3 separate regions of the Zea mays genome follow, and all the other regions are linked to region 3. The links are chromatin contacts, called in public Hi-C maps. All regions are on one chromosome and are shown on one strand. The core of a region is the stretch at or near the end of the contact, and the rest is flanking DNA. Distances in the headings are between cores, read along the strand shown.

The links. Hi-C and Micro-C count contacts between places; a contact is called where the count stands out from the background.
Region 1: a Hi-C map of bundle sheath shows a contact between it and region 3, with 2.3 times the contacts expected there. The contact joins the promoter of LOC100285089 here to the promoter of LOC100384258 in region 3. A contact is called at or near these places in 4 of 25 Hi-C or Micro-C datasets (bundle sheath, ear, leaf and 1 more).
Region 2: a contact with region 3 is called in a Hi-C map of leaf, with 8 times the contacts expected there. The contact joins the promoter of LOC100383560 here to the promoter of LOC100384258 in region 3. A contact is called at or near these places in 10 of 25 Hi-C or Micro-C datasets (bundle sheath, ear, endosperm and 5 more) and 2 of 3 datasets of contacts at active chromatin or transcription factors (leaf and seedling).

Annotation. Positions count from the first base shown.
Region 1 is chr4:200,632,027-200,636,346 of Zm-B73-REFERENCE-NAM-5.0, reverse strand. LOC100285089 (ubiquitin family protein) reads right to left here and starts at 2,968. Exons shown (of 18, transcript NM_001157984.1): 1 at 2,848-2,968; 2 at 2,594-2,633; 3 at 2,369-2,498; 4 at 2,046-2,163; 5 at 771-866. The coding sequence starts at 2,497.
Region 2 is chr4:200,726,337-200,730,728 of Zm-B73-REFERENCE-NAM-5.0, reverse strand. LOC100383560 reads left to right here and starts at 1,963. Exons shown (of 16, transcript NM_001176208.1): 1 at 1,963-2,301; 2 at 2,398-2,451; 3 at 2,590-2,823; 4 at 3,326-3,424; 5 at 3,515-3,570; 6 at 4,114-4,225. The coding sequence starts at 2,230.
Region 3 is chr4:200,879,427-200,883,850 of Zm-B73-REFERENCE-NAM-5.0, reverse strand. LOC100384258 reads right to left here and starts at 2,531. Exons shown (of 4, transcript NM_001176824.1): 1 at 1,343-2,531; 2 at 1,130-1,262; 3 at 962-1,046. The coding sequence starts at 2,322.

The DNA.
Region 1 (4,320 bases), core at 1,719-4,218, 250 kb after region 3:
GGATGCAGGTGAGGCAACTACCATAATAATCTCGTACTCCCTCTCTTCCTTATCCTTCTCGTCTTCAATCCCTCTCTATTCCAGTATTCCCATGTGATTTCTGTGTGATCTCCTTCCTGCCCACAGATAAGGAACGGTGGAAGGCGAAATTTTATTGCGCTGGATCGATTTCTTCACACACGGGCACTGGCATTTCCTTTTCCCTTCATGTGGCCGTGCAAGGCTATTCACGAGTAAGGCAATCGCTGCAGCTTCCTAGACGATGCCTCAAACTCCTAGAAAGGCAGACACCTAGGACGTGAAGGTGTACGCCATATGCTTGGGCGACCCAGATGCCCAAAAAAATTTCTCGCCTGGATGACTAGGTGACGCCTTCAAAACACTGTTCAGCACTATCCTATGCACTCACTATTTTAACACTACTTAACATAACTAATTTCCACAGCCCTTAAGCTGAAAGTGCAAAGTCTATTTAATTTTCCAATGGTATCTATGTGGAATAGGCCAAGCATGGTGCAGTGGTGAAAGCTTAGGTCATCAAGTCGCGGGTTCGAAGCGGCCTCTCCGCATTTGAGGAGGAAAGGCTTGCATCGGTTTACCCCTTCCCCACATCCCACTCATGTGGGAGCCTCCGCCACTGGGTTTGCCCTTAGCTATGTGGAATAAAAGGCATAAAGTAGGCCACAAACCATGGAAACATATACAGATATACTTGGTGGTTCAGAATAGATCATGTAGCCAGCTGTCACAAAAACAGCATTATGACTTACCATTAGCATTTGTGTTTCCTTCAGAAGCCCCAGAAGAAGTCTGGCCCTCTGCTGCACGCCGAGCAACCAGATGCAATGTATACCCATCCTCCAAATCTTGTGGTTGTTAAGGATACAAGTGACAGAATTTGGATGGAGAGAAACAAACTAACAAACACATAGGAATGGTAAATGACACAGCAAAGCATTTTAAAACCATACAAGTGGGAAAATAGAAAAGACAAGCCTAGCGCAGTGGTGAGAAGCCTTTCCACTGAGCCGAAGGTCCTGGGTTCGACGCATCTCCCTGCAAAAATGCATGGGTAAGGCTTGCCTTGGTTTTTCCTTCCCCACACCCGACTCATGTGGGAGCCGTCAGCACTAGGCATGGCCGTTACAAGTGGAAAAAATAGAAGAAAAAAATACAAAAATGAGCACTGGACTAGAAATAAATGTGAAGGTGATGGAAACCATTAATCTAGCACAGCCTCCAGAATGCATAGGCCTACAGAGTTGCACGTAAGATTGTAACATTAAATGGGAATCCACTTAAAAAGGCATTAAAACCACTTAGGCCTCGTTTGGGTACTCTAGTATTCACCTCAATCCACATGTATTGAGGTGGATTGGGGTGTAAATTAAATCAATTTACACTACAATCCACCTCAATACATGTGGATTAGGGTGAATACTAGAGTACCCAAACAAAACCTTATGGAACAACTTACAAGAAAATCCTCTCGTTCTCAATGTCATCAAATTGCCCTAACCTTAGTCCTTACAGTGCAAGAAAAATAAATTATGTCCTAATTGTACACAGAAAATAACTAAGCAAATACTGGAAGAAAATGTAACAAGGAAATAGGCAACCAAATACTCCTTCCATCCAAGTTTCACGGGCTTACAAGAAAATTTCACCAAGACCAAGTAATTACCAATAACTCCCCTTAATCTGTTAACTCTCAGCAAAAAAAATCCGTTTCTTCACTGCTTGCCGTACATTCTAACCGTGGGAAACAAGAGCAAGGACAGTTTGGAAGGAGACCAAGCATCGGACTGCATTTATTTTACTTTGTACAAGAAACGAGTGTGTCGGACCTGAGAGAAAACTGCATCCAACAGCTCGTGTGCCCGCAAAATTTGGGAACTTTTTCAGATCTCATGCGCCTCTCAAACTTGGACAGAGGGATTATTACACAGTATGACTCACAAAAAGAATAAGTGAAACAAAGATGCAGATGGATCAAGTATACACTTCAATTTTCCCGACACAGGATGCAGAAACAGAAAGGATACGGTATTCTGATAGGAGGTGGTCATCCTTCAAGACTCTTCCTCGAAAAATCAAGCGCTGCTGATCCAATGGAACTCCAGTCGCTTCAACAACCTTCTCTTTTAGAACGGAAACAGGCGCCTAAAAATGAGGCGGTTATTACTTGCTCTCCCGAACCATTGCATAACACACATATTAACATCTGCACGCCACCTAATGGCTAACCGTAACTGAAAGGATCACAGAGTCGTGGATAGAGTTTCTATGGAGTCGAGTTCGGTAGCAAATAAGCCGATAAGCAGATAGACACACATAAACAATGTGAAGGAGGCAGGAGAATTCTCACATTCTTATCCACGCGAAGTTTGTGGACTTGTGAATCCAGGGTCTTGATGTTGATCTCGATGGTAGACTCTGGACCATCAGCAGGTATCACAGTCGAGCTGCTGGCCCCGTGAGAAGCATCCTCAGCCATCCTGCGCAAGAGGAAAATAATGATTACGCAGATCAGGCGCCACAAACCTCCCCACGGATAACTCAACTGTTTATGGGTCTATAGACAAGCTCGTACCCTTGAGTAGCCTTCTAGTTCCTTCCCCTTCAACCTCAACCTGATCGCAACACGGACGAGTAGATTCGAGAAGTTTATCAGAGTGTCCCGCGGCATTAAACACAAAACCTAACCCAACGGAACGAACCCAATGGAGAGGATGCGAGATTTGGATTCGACCGCCAAGGGACGCAGCGAGGAACCGGGCCCCATGGAACAACTCGAGCTCCGAAAAGGTCTCCGACAAACCCGCCCGAGCAAGCTAGGGTACTCACCGAGAGGAGGAGTCGATCTCCTGAGTCCGGATTGGGAGATGGGCGGCGGGGGCGGCGAACAGGAACGCGACTCGTCTCTCGCGACGAGGGAGGACTTCGGCGGACAGAGAGACCTGGCTGCGACTTGTGAGGGTAAGGGCGTCAGGGAGTATTTGGGGCCTTGGGGAGCGCGTGTGTGCAAACTTCTGGAAACTTCTACGTCACTGCTGGGTTCCCGGCGACGGCGATACTTGCCTTGAGCACCTTGCGTTTGAGGGCCGGTTTGGGAACATTTTTTCTCGAACCACGGTTTACAAGGACTCCAAACAAAACTCTACGGAAGAGTTATTTAAAGCTTGTCAAACGCTCTAACTCGAGAGTTATAAATTTTATAGAGTTTTTGAGTTAAAGTACATTTTAAGTATCTATTTTGCTCCTTCAAAAATTCTAAAGAGCAACCTAAACATATAATTTGGAGTTACTTATCCATCTTTGTTACTGGTTATCAGAAAGCAATCTAAACTCTATAGTAGAGTTATTTCATCCAGAGTTTTGGAGTATGGTTGCTCTTGACTGGAGCAGAATCATGCCAAACACGCTCATAATACCATAGTTTACTATACGTAATGACATAACTATGGCATATTTTACATTAGTCCAATTCAACACCTGTTTATAGACAATATTTTAGTTGCAGCGTAAGAGGATAGTAGACTGCAGACACGTGCGAGAGAAAAACTTTGGTCTAGACCAAATTTTTTAGACCCAAAACTATCATGGTATTGGTGAAACCATGATTTAAAATATATATAGTTTCTAGTTAGGCTTCCAAACACCTTTTGGTCTAAAATACCATGGTATACTCAAATACTGCGGTATTGTCTTGGGGGCTAAGAAAATACTCTGTTCCCAAACATGTCCTGAGTCTCGGCTCTTGTTGTTGCGGACAAAATAAAATGGTATAATAATTATATATCCACATTTGTAAAATTTTCACGACCCTTGGAACAAAGAAAAAGTTATACACCGTTTGGATGTAGATATTGGAGCATAGAATTAGAAATTGGAATTAGGTTTTCTGAATTTTGTTATTCGATTGCACATGGAATTGAGATTTGAAATCAGAGACTCAATTCCTTGGAATTGGACTATAACTAAAAACTCTCTCTCCCAAAATAGAGTGTCACCCCTTTGAATTGCGTGGAATTAGATCGCATAATTCTAAACTCCAATTTTGTGACATTCAACAATAGAATTGAAATTACATCTCATTTCAATATTATGGCTGCAATGCTCCACCTTCGAGGACTAAGCCGTGCGGTGACCACACTTGTATCCACCATTGCTAGCATGGGAGACTCCATCTCAGGACTAGTGAGGGGGAAAGTCTGCCCGACGGGCAGGTTCACTCATATTTCTCGGTATATGTTTAGTACGTTCAAACGCTTGACACAAGTATCCACACGTTAATCCTTAATCCAATTCCATCTCGTA
Region 2 (4,392 bases), core at 714-3,213, 150 kb after region 3:
ATCAACATCTACGATCTAATGGGTCGAAGGGGTACGTGATCATTAAATCAGAGACCGTCCATTCAGATCCAATGGACCACGATGTTCTCCTCCCTTTCGACCACTAGAGCGGCGGCGCTCCCGTGCGCAGACGGCGGCACCATGCCCCGCACGGCGGATGCCATGGCCGGAGAAGCCATACAGGTGCCTTGTTTCCCCAAACATGAAACCGATTGATGCTATACAATGCGGAGGTCAAAGTGAATACATATATGGCCGTATTACCTGAATTTAGGACATTGTATTGCTCTGCCCACGCGTTCTGTGGTTCCGTGGTGGCGCAGCAGCTATGACGAGAAATCCTCTCGCCTAGGTTGACTCGCCAGCACCAATTGCTCTAGGTTCACGATCAGTGGAAGCAGGCGAGCCCACCTGGCCCCATGGTTAGCCTCCAAAGACGACGTGCACTCGGGTCGACGTTGACGGTTGCTTCTCCTCTCGATGTCGGTGTAGCGGAAGGCCCTTGATGCGAAGCTACACTTATGCACCAGAGCGCGTTCGAAGACGACCAAAGTATCCTGCGCGCGGCCCTTGTCCCCGCTGTAGAGCATCGTCGGCGACGTTGGTCTGATCCAAGTGCGACGGGTCTACCTCGACATTAACGTCTACCACCAGACATTTATTCCACCTCGTCATAGTAGCCATCGGAGGAAGAGAGAAGGAACTTGACAACGCCGTGGTAAATGGAAATGGGGAGGGGATACGATGAGGCGAGTTAGGGTTGGCATTTGGCTGACCACCTACGTCCTGTTTCTTTGAGTTTTTTTTCAGCTTTTGACCACCAAAAGCTGATTCAGACTGCCACGCTCCAGCTTTTCAGCCTGTTTCTATAAGAACCGTTTTGGTAAAAACCGTCCAAAATCAACATTAACACATAATCGGTCGAGTCGTTATGATAATAGAAATCCATCGCTTTTTAGATCCTGGACCATTTAGACAACTTTATCTTTCTACGCATATAATCCCCATGATATTTAGATTCTTACCATAGTGAGTAGAGATGACAACAGGTAAAAACCCGCTGGGTATTACTTGCCCAAACCCGTACCCGCGAAGAAAAAATACGCCCGCTAAAAAACCCATACCCATGACGGGTATAAAATTTTGCCCAAACCCATACCCATGCGGGTTTCGGGTACCCAACGGGTTTCCCATACCCACTAACATCAACATAAAAAATAATTCATCATGTAAATAACAATCAATACATTAATAAGCTAGGATAAAAGGAACATGTAATAACTAATTTTAGCTTAAAATTTGTTACATGAAGTTTATTTCAATTAGAACATATTCAATTAATAATATTATGAGACATATTTATAAGGAATGATAATTTTAAGGCGGGTTTTAAAAAACCCATGGGTTTGCGGGTATGGGTAGTGGAAGAACAAACCCATGCCCACGTACCCGTTGGGTTTCCATTGAACCCGTTAACAAACCCATGTGTACAGAAATAGACCCAAACCCTAATAGAGCAAAAACCCATCGGGTTTCGGGTAGCGGGTACCCATTGCCATCTCTAATAGTGAGATTCTCTCAACGGTAAGATTCTTAAAAAAGTTGGTTAGAAAAAAGAAGGAACAATTGGATCTATACCATTAAAAGATCCAAACTTTAGATATATACCATGGACCCCACATGTCATTGACTCATGTGGACCCACATGTAAGTGAGATAGTAATGGTATGGATCCAAAGTGGTGATCTTTTAATGGTATGAATCCAAATTTCCCAAAAAAGAACCATGCACTCTTACTGTGGCGCCAACAGGGTTAAAGTGGGCGTGAGTTTAACTGTACCAAAGTGATAAAGCTCGCATGCGGCGTATTAAGCTGGCGAAGCCTTGCGATGTTACAAAGCCAATTAACTCCCCTCCTACATAACGACCCACACGCACGCACATCCACTATCCCCGGACCCCGGGCCAGTCTCACCTCCTTCCCTCGATCGCACGCCACTCCCGTAGGAATCCCGAATCCCCCCACCCAAATTCCCGTCTAGCCGTCTACCCGATCGCCGTCCTTCTCGCTGCCCGTAAACCCTAGCCCAGCCCTCTACCCCCGCCGTCGTTGCCCGTGCGCTGTCGTGCTCGGGCTGCCCCCGCGGCGCCGCGAGCCAAACCCTAGCTGCCTCCTCCAGATCCCGATTCCGCAGGGAAGCCGGAGAGGTGAGGGCCGCCCCGCCGCAGATGGAGCCCGCGGGGGCGCGCAAGGAGTGGCGCGCCGTCCCCGACTCCTCGCTCCGCTCCAATGGCGCCGAGGTAGGCCAGCGTCGCCGCTCCCCCGACAACACAAAACCCTCACTCCAACCACCATCCCAATTCCCAACTCACTCCCTGTCGTTGTTTCGTGTTCAGGATGCCGCGGAGCATGGGAAGCTGGGGCAGTCGGAGGAACGAGCTATCTACGAGGTGCCCGCAATCTTTACCTGCTTGCTCGCGCGTCGCACAAAATGCAACCTTTTCTCTCTCTTCAGAATCTCTTGCTGCGGCTTGGTTTCCGCCCGTGGGCACGTTGGGGATGACCGCTTTGGGGTGTTGTGGTTGCAGGAAGGGGCGGGTGGACTGGGCGACTTCTGTACCATCACTATTGATGGGAGCGGAGGGCTCAGCGAGGACATCCTGCAGCAGCGCCTGCAAAGTGTCGCACGGCAGCGGGAGGAGCTGCAGCAAGTCGAGATCGAGTTGCGTGCGCAGGCCATTGCACACCCGCAGATCATCGAGGCGCAACAAAGCTTCCAGGCTGCTGCCAAGGAGCATGCTGCAGCTGTGGCAAAGATCAAGGTTGTTCCTTTTGCTCTGAGCTCAGTGTTTCTCTACCAGTACCCAGCTCAAATAAGAGTGTGATTCACTTACCAGTTGGAGATGGGTTGGCTAGCAGCACTGCTTGTTTTTCCATGATTTTGATTTTTCTGAAGGGGTTGGACGGCCAAGCACCTTTCACTGGTTGAATTGTAGTGTTGAGTGTGGACATTGAAATGGCTGAACAATTTCATGTCATGCTGGTGGAGAGTCTCTGTTGGCATCCTTGTGCTTTGTAACATATCTGCTGATGGACAAATTTCATTAGCAGTTAATGCTCAGCACATTTATGTGATGCATTGTTCTCAGTTCTTTTTTGTCTGTATAACGATAAGACACTGAGTAGCTTCTATAAAACATCACTACTATTATTGTTTTGATTTCATGTTCTTGTTGCTTACATTGCTTAATTCAGTTACATCCGATTGCCCTGGGGTTGTCTGGTCCTTATTTGAGAATAATTTTGATGTCCTGTATTGAACAGGAGCAATTGCATGAGCGGGAGCAGTACATTCTTGAATTAGAAATGAAACTCAATGACAAGGATAGAGAACTAAATGCTCTGAAGATTGATCATCAAACGGTTAGTGTTCTTCATTTTACGTTTTGCAATCTTCACGGCAAGAAGAAATGAAAAATGTCTCGACATATTTTTTTTGTCTCTTTCTGTCAGGTGTGGGCAAATCAAGATCTTCTCAGAGAACAGACCAAAGAGCTGGCAAGTGTCAGGTACTATACATAACTTGTCCAATTTATTGGTATGCTACCGGATTTCACTACTTGGAATAGTTTTCCATGAAGTGACATCTTTAAAATTCTGACATTCAAGTTTCTGGCCATGTGTGCTGTGGTCTTGTTAAGTTGCTCTGACAGGCTCACTTAATTGTGCACGGTGAAGAAAGTGTTGCTTTAGTTACTCATAACTATTCATCAGCAGTTTTATTGCCATCGGTAGTTGGCTAGGCCTATTTGGCCAGGTTTGGCAGTGTGGCCAATTTGTGTCATGGTTAATTAGACCTAAAGGTCTCTTGCTTAGGTGTCAAGTAAACCTCTATATATAAGGAGAGAGGAGAGGAGTGTAGATATACCCACCTAAAGCAAGAAGAAAGATCTATTATCCTATATTCCTATTCCACTTCTCTTATCCCTGCTCTTGTGTATACTGCCTATCAGCTGGCTGATGTTGGGCTGCTTGGGTTAGGACCATCTAGATCAACATACATAACGTCATCGCAATTAAAATGCATGCTGAGTATTTCTAATTTCTTATAGAAGGGAACGTGACAACTCTGAAGCTGAAAGAGCCCAACATCTTAAACAAATCCACGATCTCCAGGAACTTTTGCGAGAAAAAGAAAGCCAGTTCATTGCAATAGAGGAACAGGTATTATTTGCTAGTCATTTATGTTCCACTTTTTTATATAGTCTATGTCATGTCTCTATGCTTATACTGTCACTGTGTCACTAGCATTTTTTTCTCAAGCTGAACATTCTATGTTAAGTGTACTGTCTTAGTTTGCATGATCTCTCTGACTAAAGTTTGTATACCTT
Region 3 (4,424 bases), core at 1,282-3,781:
TGCCCTGGCGCAGGCAAGTTTATCACGCCATGATCCAAACACACCCACAGTGCACCAGACTAAACTGGATATGGATCATATACTATGTGATCATCGTAATCAGCAAATGATACTTCCACCTTTTGTTGAAGACCACATATCATTTTTGGTTAAACCAAATAAGCATGCATATAAAAAACAAATAAATATATAGATAAGTTCCTTGAAGATGCTAAGAGTCATGACACATGATATTTAATCTCCACACAAGGCTTCTGTAGGATATGACTGCTGTTTCTGATCATCCATCAAATAATCAAATTTGATGTTACCAGCCAATCTGGAACTAACAGCCCGTTTCATGGTCCATATCAAAAGCCTATGACCAAAAGAAATTTATGGATGTACCTAGTAATTGACAAATTATGTCAGGTGGGTTTCACTCTGGCCATTTTCACATACTAGCATTAACAGAAGCAGTGTCATAGGTCTCGTAATGAGTTTAACTCTAAAATTGATGATCAACGAAGAGTTAACAAATCAGATTTTTTTTCATGTTAGATTGGATGTAGTGTCAGCACAAAAAGGCTGTAGAACTTAGCATATGCAGCCGGTTGTGATGTACAAAGTACATTGTTATGTATGCAGCTTAAGTAATACCAAAACTCAACCCAGAAGTTTATTATATCCCACATGGAAAAACTCCAAATGGCTATACTCTATACTAACATTAATCTGAAGAACGAGATGCGTCAACCACAAAACAAAACAAAAATACTGTCACAAGATTTACAACAGCAAGCAATCCATGCATAAGGAACTTCTATGAGCAACTTGGCAACTGAATTTTGGAAATCCAACCGAATGACCAAAGCAAGGTACATTAGTCATTTGTTAGCTTTTGAAGCAAGAAATTCTTGCTTTTATCCATTGCCACTAGGAAACATGGGGCCAATGCAGATGAGTATCACAACAAGCTTACCATCTCTCAGCTGTGCTTGTTGCTCCATGGCTTGCAGCCTAATTTTCAACTCGTTGTTCTGAGTAGCCAGTCCAGCTGAGTCCCTCTGCAAACAAGCACAGCAAGGTCAACTTAAAAACATCACATTAGAGGTTGAATCGAAATCCCCAGCAGCTCTAGAGAACAAACCTGCAGCATTGTCAACTGTGCTGAGAGTGTCGTAGCCTCTGTCTGCAGCACTTGCACCTTATGCTCAAGCTCCTGAATGTACCTCATCTTGCGCTCCTTTGACCTTGCTGCTGACTGCCGATTTGCCAGAATCCTGAAAAAAAATCCCACGAGTCAGAATGCCCAATTTCAGGAAATGAGAGAAATTTACCCAGTATATGAAGAAATGCACACCTCTTGACCCTCTTAGGATCCGTCAAAGCTATCTCAGCAAGCCGCTCATTCGCCATGATTTTCTTCTTCTCGGACTCAGTAAACTCTCCATTGGAGAACTCCATGTCAAACAGCGCGACAGCACCACCTTCCAGTGAGCCGCTCCCGCTCCTAGTGAGGCTGCCACTGGCACGAGGAGACGGCAGCGGCAGCTTTGGAGACTCATCCCCTGCGGCGAAGTTGAGCTTGCCCATGAAGCTGTCCATGGACAGGCTGCGACAATGGCGGGACTTGCCCCCGTCCTTCCTGTCCGCCGACGTGGACTGGCTCTCCGCCTCGTTCTCGCTGCTCTCCGCCGCGCTCCCGGCGCGCGTGGTGCCGCTGGCGCGGCTGTCGCGGTCGTCGTGGCGGTCCTCAGAGGAGTTGAGCGGGTCCAGACCGTCCAGGTCCATGTAGGCGTTGACGAGGTCGAAGAAGGCGGCGTCATCGCCGTCGCCGCCCTCGGCCGCAGTGGCGACCTCGCGCTTGACCGGTGCCGGCGGGGGCAGCGGCGGGCTGAGCTGCGCGAGGCCGAAGGGGATGTCGCTCTGCGAGCGGCGGTGGCCGGACCTCCTGGGCGGCAGGCCGAGCGGCGGCGGCGGGTCCGAGGTCGACGGCGGCGGGGAGGGCGCCGGCACGGCGGGCGCGGCGCCCAGATCAGCGTACGGCGGCGGCGGCGGCGGGAGCGAGTCGAGCGAGAAGAAGAGCGGCTGGGAGAGCGAGAGCGCGTGGTGCGCGGCGGCGCCTGGCGAAGAGATCTGGCCGTAGGGCGACGGGAGGCGCGCCTGCGGGTGCGCCGGCGGCCGGAGCGACGGCGAGAGGCGGCGGTGCCCGGACGCCGCGGCGGCGGAGGCCAGGTCGAGCGGGGCCGGCGAGCGCGGCACCGGCGGCTGCCCCGCGAGCTGTGGCGAGAGGTGGTGGCGCGCGGCGGCGGGGTCGGCGGAGGCGCTCGGGTCACCCATCGCGGCGCTACACTCTGGAACGTCCGGAGCTGGAACTGCCGGAATGCCGGCGGCGAGCGCGAGGGGGGAGCAAGCGGAGGCAACGCCGCGCCGGCCTGCTGCAGCTGGAGGAGATGGCGCAGTGGATGAAGGAGGAGGCGCACACGGAGTCCAGTCGCCCAGGCGAGGAGAGCGAGCAAGAGCAAAGCTATCACTAGAAACAAAACACGCACACACTGACAGAAGCAATCGATAATTTCCTGGTTTAATTTTCCTTCTGGAGGGCTTAATCGGTGGTGGGTTCGCCATTCGCGTGTGCATGTGTGGCCCTACGCGGGGGTTACGTGACGCGTGATCCTATTGGTGGAAATCTCCAATCAGTCCCTCCTTTCCAGCGCTTATTTATTCCCTTCACATCGCTCACGCCTGATGCGTATCGAGTCCGGCCGAAGGGTATTCCGGGAAATTTGGCTGTGGGGTTCGGTCGTCGATGATTGTTGGCGCCGCAATTAGTGGGGCTACTTAATTTGGGTCGGACCATCTGGTATGGACGTGGACCGTGGACTACGCTTCCTCCCACTCTCCACATGGGGTCTTGACTTGCTCCGTGATCGGGTGGACTGCGATTTTACAATCGCCCTCGTGGGGCCTCAATTTCTGGTTGCAAATTGGATTTGTTTTTATGGTAAATAGGTGGGATTTGCTTGTTTTCAACATGATTCATGGGATATATATATATATATATATATATATATATATATATATATATATATATATATATGATATACTAGGCGGGTGTACATGTGTTGTAAAAGACCATTACATTGCAACCATAAATACTATGCAGACTTCTATATATGATAGTTAGGTGTTCGTGCGTTGTTATGGTTTCTATATATCATTTAAATGGATGTTATGACAATCATTTTAAGTAGCAATATACTATATGTTACCATGAAGCGTTGGTGCCATACAACAACATTTGAATGTTATTGTTAAGTAGCAATATACTCTATGCCAGACGTTTAACCTTTTTCCAAAAATATAGAAACCTGTAAATTAGAAACAGATGCTAGATGTACTCTAGCGTCACTTGCACTAAGATGAATGACAACAAAATTACCATTCTAAATCTAGCGTCAGTTGCACTAAGATGAATGACAACAAAATTACCATTCTAGACGAACAAAACTTTAGAGTCCACAAGAATGTCATCAGTACACTGCTACAGGTGCATTAAGGCAGAAAGCAACACAAGGCTAACATAAAGTTTCAAGTCACATGCATTGCATGATAAAAAAAATAAGTTACCGCAAAAACAGATGGTACAACCAATGTCGTTATAAACCTTATACTGGAACAATAACACAGGCTCTTATCTCATCTCATAAGATAAAGACTTCATACCTCAAGATAGGAGTAGAGCCCACGAGGGACGCCTCTGCCGCTATCTCTTCGGTCACCACCGCTCTGCGGTGGCCATGGAGGCGACATTCCACTAGGGTGTTGCCAATAAACAGAAGAACTTGCTATCATGAATTGCATATATGGACTTAGGCGGACATTGAGCTTCAATGGGTGTTTTAAAATGTAATGTTGGAGCAAATGGATTCTTGGGGAGAAGCACCTGCAAAAAATAATAACTAATAGGATGTTTAGAAACAAAGATTGATGACAAACATCATATCTATGACGATAACACTCATCTACATGTGGAGAACTGATAGTCGCCTAGAGGGGGGGTGAATAGGGCGAAACTGAAATTTACAAATATAAACACAACTACAAGCCGGGTTAGCGTTAGTAATAAAGAAACGAGTCCGCGAGAGAGGGTGGAAAAACAAATCGCAAGCGAATGAAGAGTGTGACACGTGGATTTGTTTTACCGAGGTTCGGTTCTTGCAAACCTACTCCCCGTTGAGGAGGCCACAAAGGCCGGGTCTCTTTCAACCCTTCCCTGTCTCAAACGATCCCACGGACCGAGTGAGCTTTCTCTTCTCAATCACTTGGAACACAAAGTTCCCACAAGGACCACCACAAGTTTGGTGTCTCTTGCCTCAATTACAAGTGAGTTTGATCGCAATGAAAGAATCAAGAAAGAGAAAAGCAATCCAAGTGCAAGA